Regions from separate parts of the Gossypium hirsutum genome. Here region 1 is linked to region 2. A link is a contact called in public Hi-C data. All regions are on one chromosome and are shown on one strand. Each heading gives the region's core, a stretch centred on a gene start, on an enhancer-like site or on the middle of the called end of the contact. The rest is flanking DNA. Distances are from core to core; before and after follow the strand shown. Region 1 holds the start of LOC121203552 (choline-phosphate cytidylyltransferase 1). Region 2 has its middle 14 kb from the start of LOC107897849.

Evidence for each region. Hi-C and Micro-C count contacts between places; a contact is called where the count stands out from the background.
Region 1: a Hi-C map of leaf shows a contact between it and region 2, with 4 times the contacts expected there. The contact joins the promoter of LOC121203552 here to the enhancer-like site in region 2. A contact is called at or near these places in 5 of 34 Hi-C or Micro-C datasets (all in leaf).

The regions. Positions count from the first base shown.
Region 1 is chrA11:20,438,897-20,441,997 of Gossypium_hirsutum_v2.1, reverse strand. LOC121203552 (choline-phosphate cytidylyltransferase 1) reads left to right here and starts at 1,519. Exons shown (of 8, transcript XM_041081314.1): 1 at 1,519-1,806; 2 at 2,034-2,147; 3 at 2,375-2,470; 4 at 2,725-2,767; 5 at 2,858-3,013. The coding sequence starts at 1,628.
Region 2 is chrA11:20,302,847-20,305,751 of Gossypium_hirsutum_v2.1, reverse strand. It overlaps the pseudogene LOC107895878. Among protein-coding and RNA genes, the nearest start is that of LOC107897849, 14 kb to the right of the region's middle. Within about 2 kb of position 1,336, at least 2 of the 9 cell types and tissues checked have an H3K27ac peak or open chromatin away from gene starts, as enhancers often do. A contact at or near this core is called in leaf, where this site is marked.

The sequences.
Region 1 (3,101 bases), core at 270-2,769, 140 kb before region 2:
CATTAGCTCTCACTGCGTACCAATAGGTAAATTTCTTCATGGCCACATCAATCGTACTTAAAGCATATATTAGGGAGTGATTCGTATTCCACTATTTGGAGATGACTCTCAATCCTGATCTATGAAATTGGTGGCTTCCTCAAATCAATACAAGTTGTCAAAGTTGTCAGAAGCATGAATCTCCCCCTTACACCACTATCATTATTAGTATTATCAATATTATCACCTTTTCTATTATATGGTCGACCGCGCATAATAAACTCTTTTTATACAATTCTATTAATAAAATAAATAATTATATTTAAACCACCACATTGAACAGATAAGGCTGAGACATTAAAAAAAAATGAAGTCCAAGACCCGACGACCAGATATTGTCCAAAAATAACCTATGGCACCTATAACAACACCTTCGTATAATCCTCCACATGCTTTAAATTTCACCATGTAATAAACATTCTCTAGTTTGACCGTTCATTCAACAATATACTAAAACCAATTTTATTTCATGTATTCTGGTTACATTTGTTTTCTCCATAAATGATTTCTCTCTAAAAGCCTAACTGAAGGTTAATTTACCCCTTTGTGACATCATCTTCAAGCAAATTAAAACCATTCTTATCCTTAGAATTCTACCTACCGTTCCAACTATTTAGCAACATGTCTCGAAATGAAACTCAATGGCCTTTCGTGTGATTCAAAACTACATCGTTGCCATCTAAAGGATCTTCCTCCCTTGACCGGAGGTTTTCAAATGTTGGATTATCATTTTTGTTTGAAAGAGCGTCTTCAAAGCTTTTGCCTATTTTTAGGACCTTTTAATTCATGAGATGATGTTAATATTACGTGTTTGTGTCAAATAAACATCACTTGAATTCAACAATAATTGAAAAAAATTATTTCTAGTTAAAAAGTATTAACAACTATTATTAGTGGGGATAAACTTGATTAAGGAATGAACAAGTAAAATGATGAAGAAATTGAAAAGATCGAACAAAAATATTTTATGTGAAAAAATCTCTCTAAAGAGGATACAAAAATAAAGAATAAAAAATATGGAGATAAAATAAAACCTCAAAACTCGAAATAAGAACCTTCGAAATATAAATCTAAAATTTTCTCAAAGCTTATAAATTATTTGTAGGTCAAATTAATATTAAAATAATTTACAGTGAAAATATAACCTATACTAATTAAATTTAGAGTGATAAACTAAAAGCAGAAAAGCCCAAAAAAATATGAATCTATGAAAAATTAAACTCATAATAAATCCATAAATAAAAAAGATTCAAAGGCAAGACATTAAGATCAAATTTACAATTTCCACCAAATCTTCATTTATTTATTTTTAATTCTTTTATAAATATTTCATAAAGCTTACTCATAAGAATCTAATTTAATTAAAAGTATTTTAATTGAATTAGAGAAAATTTTGAAGTGTGTGACGAAAGAAGCATGAAAAGGAATTGAACAAAATAATATTATATATAAAAACAGTAAGAGTTGTGTTTTACTTTTGATACTACAAAAATAGAAGCGAAAGAAGCGCGTATTCGGAGGCGTAAATGGAAGCCCCTTTCTTTGCCTTCACACCAGACCAGTAATCCAATTTATATTTACCACACTTATGAATTATTCTGATAAAATTTGTCCTTTTTTTCTTCTCATTTCTAACATCTCAACCATGAACAACGATAACAACACCCATTATCCCGACTCCGAGCGCCCTGTCCGCGTCTGCGCTGATGGGATCTACGATCTTTTCCACTTCGGCCATGCTCGCTCCCTCGAACAAGCCAAGAAATCGTCTGTTTGCCTCCCTCATCTCTTTCTTAACTTAATGTTTAATCTGTATATTTTTCTGGGCATCTTTGGAAATTCCTACTGATTAATGGGTGTCTATAAAAATTTTCCATCACTGCCTTTTCTTCTGATTTTCTTTTCCTTTTTTGAAGTTATTTGGCATTTTGTTTCCTGTGAAAGATATTTGTTTATTTGCAGCAGAAATAATATTTTTTTTTTGAAACTTTTAGGTTTCCCAATACATATTTATTGGTTGGATGTTGCAATGATGAAACAACCCACAAGTATAAAGGTAAAACTGTTATGACCGAAGCAGAGCGCTATGAATCCCTTCGCCATTGCAGGTTTTACTTCTTTCTATTTTTATAACTCTCAACTTGTTCTAGTTATTGTATTGAAAACCATTAAAAAAGAAAAGAACTCACCCGTGATGCTTGTTTCGAAGAATATTTCAGTTGTAAATCTTTTGAATTCAAAGGGAAATAGTGAATGTGAAGCACAATTTTAATCAATTTATCTTTCTGCAGTTGAAGGAAGTGACTTTGTCTTATTTGTTATTCATTTCTCATAGGTGGGTTGATGAAGTCATTCCTGATGCACCGTGGGTGATCAATCAAGAATTTCTTGATGCATACAATATTGACTATGTGGCTCATGATTCCCTTCCGTAAGGATGCTTGCTTTGACACTAATTCATTCATGGTGAATGCTGCATTGTTAAGAAAGATATAGAAACAAAACTACTCTATATTTGTTTTACATTGCACAAAACTACTCTATATTTGTTTTACATTGCACAAAACTACTCTATATTTGTTTTACATTGCACATCTAAGACTTTTAGTTGCCGAAAAACATATAAATACTTGCCATTCATTTGTTCATGTAGTCTTTATACTTTGCCATAAATCCTTTTTACAGCTATGCTGATGCCAGTGGGGCTGCGAATGATGTGTATGAGTTTGTGAGTTAATTGAGACGCTTATTTGTACTTAATTATAACAATTGGTGCTTTTTTAAACTGTGTTATATTAAAGTGGGCTCTTGTTCCTAGGTTAAAGCTGCCGGAAAGTTCAAGGAAACTCAACGAACCGAAGGGATTTCAACGTCAGATATTATAATGAGAATTATTAAAGATTATAACCAGTATGTGATACGTAACTTGGACCGTGGATATTCGAGGAAAGATCTTGGAGTTAGCTTTGTAAAGGTACGGTATTGAATGATCCCTTGTGACAATGGAACTTTACCTTGAGGTACAATCTAGAAAATGAAGAAAGAAAAGTAAATGGATGCTA
Region 2 (2,905 bases), core at 87-2,586:
CCCCCGGCACAGCAAACATGCCCGATTGACACTCTCAAGCTAGGCGCATGTGTTGATGTGTTAGGTGGCTTAGTGCACATTGGTATCGGCAGCAGCGCCAAGGATACATGTTGCCCAGTGCTTCAAGGGTTGCTAGACTTGGATGCTGCTATCTGTCTTTGTACCACAATCAAGGCCAAGCTTTTAAACATCAATATCATAATACCAATTGGCCTTCAGGTCCTCATCGACTGTGGCAAGACTCCACCTCCAGGATTCCAGTGTCCAGCATAAGGATAGTACCCCTTTTTGGACAATAACATCATGTTCATCTCATGACAAGAAGTTATAATTGTCGAAAATTTCGAGTTTCCCCGTAAAGATATATTGAGGCATGGCAAGATGTGCTAATGTATTTCTTAGTAAGTAGTGTTCCAAGTTCCTAGGGAGGATTTGTGCTTCTAAGTTTTCTATTATGTTTTTAATTTGATTTAATCACCACCTAGATTTGTGGTGCTGTTTTTTCTTTCAATGTTATTTCAATGATACAATAAAGTGTCCAAAAATAGGTATTCTATAAAATCTCATGTTTAAAATTAAATTTCATATGTAAATGTCCTAAGGGCTCATTACTGTAAGTGCTCGAAGGGCTTCTTTCACTTACGCGCGTCGCAACTCATGATGGTAAAATTTCAGTTTTTTATCCTTTTACTATGTTCACATTTGGGATTTAGAACTTATCTTTTAATTTAACATATTATGATCTTTTACATTTGCAATGATATTAGTTAGTCCAAATAGTTAATGTCTTGTTGGTTAAAATGATATGAATTTTTAACACATTTCTAGCATACTTACACACAAAAAACCTATTTTTGGCATGATAAATTGGGATGTGTATTTTTAAGAGAAATTCGACCTCAACATCTTTACTAAAAAAATTAAGTATGTCAACTATTTTAACTAACTAATGATATTATAAAAATACATGAATCAAATTAAAGTATAAATTCGAAAATTTAAATTTAAATAGAACAAAAAGACTATAACCATAACTTGACCTAAAATAAATCTTGCCTATTTAATAAGAAGTTCGGTGTATTTAAAAAAAAAAAGAATATTTTATATCTTTTAAGTTAAAGTCTAAAAGTTATAATCCACGTGGCAGAAAATGGTTGGAGGGACACCAAAAAGAGCAGAAGAATTTTTTTTTTGAGGGACAAAAAGAGCAGAAGAATTTTGTTCAAACAAGACAGGGTCAATTCATAATTTGCAGCAAGTCCTCTTTTTAACCTACCTGACATTGTTACATCAATCAAGAGCTCACGCTCAAAGCCCAAGACAATCAACAGGTTAGAAGGCCCAAATCCCACAAATAAATATGAGTAGATAACAAGAAGTTGTTAAAACCTAGCAATGACACTTGAGGATAGTCAGTTAACAGACTAAACAAAGAGGTTGAAGGCACAATCTTGACGGATCAAGGACAAATGCCCCGACTAATCATGTGTTAATCCCCACATATCTAAAAACAATCAAAGCACCAAAGACATCGCGATTACTCTATTATTTATCGTATTTTGAGATTAGCATTAGAGCATCCTAGAGCATAAGTTCTACAAGCCTTCAACCAAGATGTTAACAACAACAAAATATAGTAACTAGCATTTATATAACCTTTTTTTTTTTAATTGTATAAAGTAAAACTTATTTTTTTAAAATTTTAATAAGATATTATAACCTAATATATTAATAAGACATAAATATATAATAGGAGTATATTATATATATCCTTAGGGTTAATTATATTAAACATACTCAAATTATAGTTAAAATTTTAAAGTAGTCCCCTAAATTTTAAAAATGCTTTGATTAAGTCCTCAAAATTTCAATATTGTATCAATGGGTTCTTCCATCAACCTAATGTTTGCTTAACCATTAAATGCCAACTTGGATCTGACATGTAGCATGTTTAAAACACGTGGATTAAATTTTTAACACTCTAGATCCAAGTAATTCATGTCATATGTATAAACATGTTTAAAATTTGATCCAAGTGTTTTAAATATGGTTTACATCATATTCAAACTAACATTTAATACTAAAAAATGATGACTAGGCTGAATTAAAAACATGATTGATGCAATATTAATACTCAAACAACTCAATTAAAACGCTTTATAAGCTTAAGGATTAATTTAAGATCTAGACTATAATTTGGGGACATATAATTAATCCTATCCCTTATTCAAATCTCTTCACTTATTTATATCATATCCAATAATATATTATCATTAATTTAAGATTATCTTTTTATCTTTTTTATAAATCAAGTAATAATTTAAATTTTACCCATTTTTTATTTGGAGTTGTATTCTAAAAAATAAAACAACTAGCGAAAGGCCAAATTATGAATATTAAAATTTAAAAGATAAAGCGTGAACAATTGAGAGTGGTATTAGCAATCCATCGCTTAAAACCTAATCACTCAAAACCATTTTAATTCGATTATTTCATTTAATTGAATCCCAACTTTTAGTTAATTCACCAAAATTGTTCGCTCCATATCCACTTTGTGAGATTGAATTGTAAGAACCACTTGTTAATAGTGATAGTGATGGTGATTTGCTCCGGTAAATGTTGTATATTTATCCAAAAAAAAAATTTCTTTTAATTACTTTTAAAATATAATATTAATAAACATTAAAAAAAAATACACTAAAGTCAAACGAAACAATGAAGAACAAAATGAGAATGAGGGCGAACTAAAAGATAAGGTGTACTTTGGTGCTGCAGGTCGCCCATCTATATGCTGGATAAAATGTAATTTAGTTGATTGAGCTTAGCTTGTTAATATTCCACAGTGGTAGGGGCATTTTCCCAGGCAGCCAACTTTAGTTTTGCAATCCATTAGTTTGTTCCCATT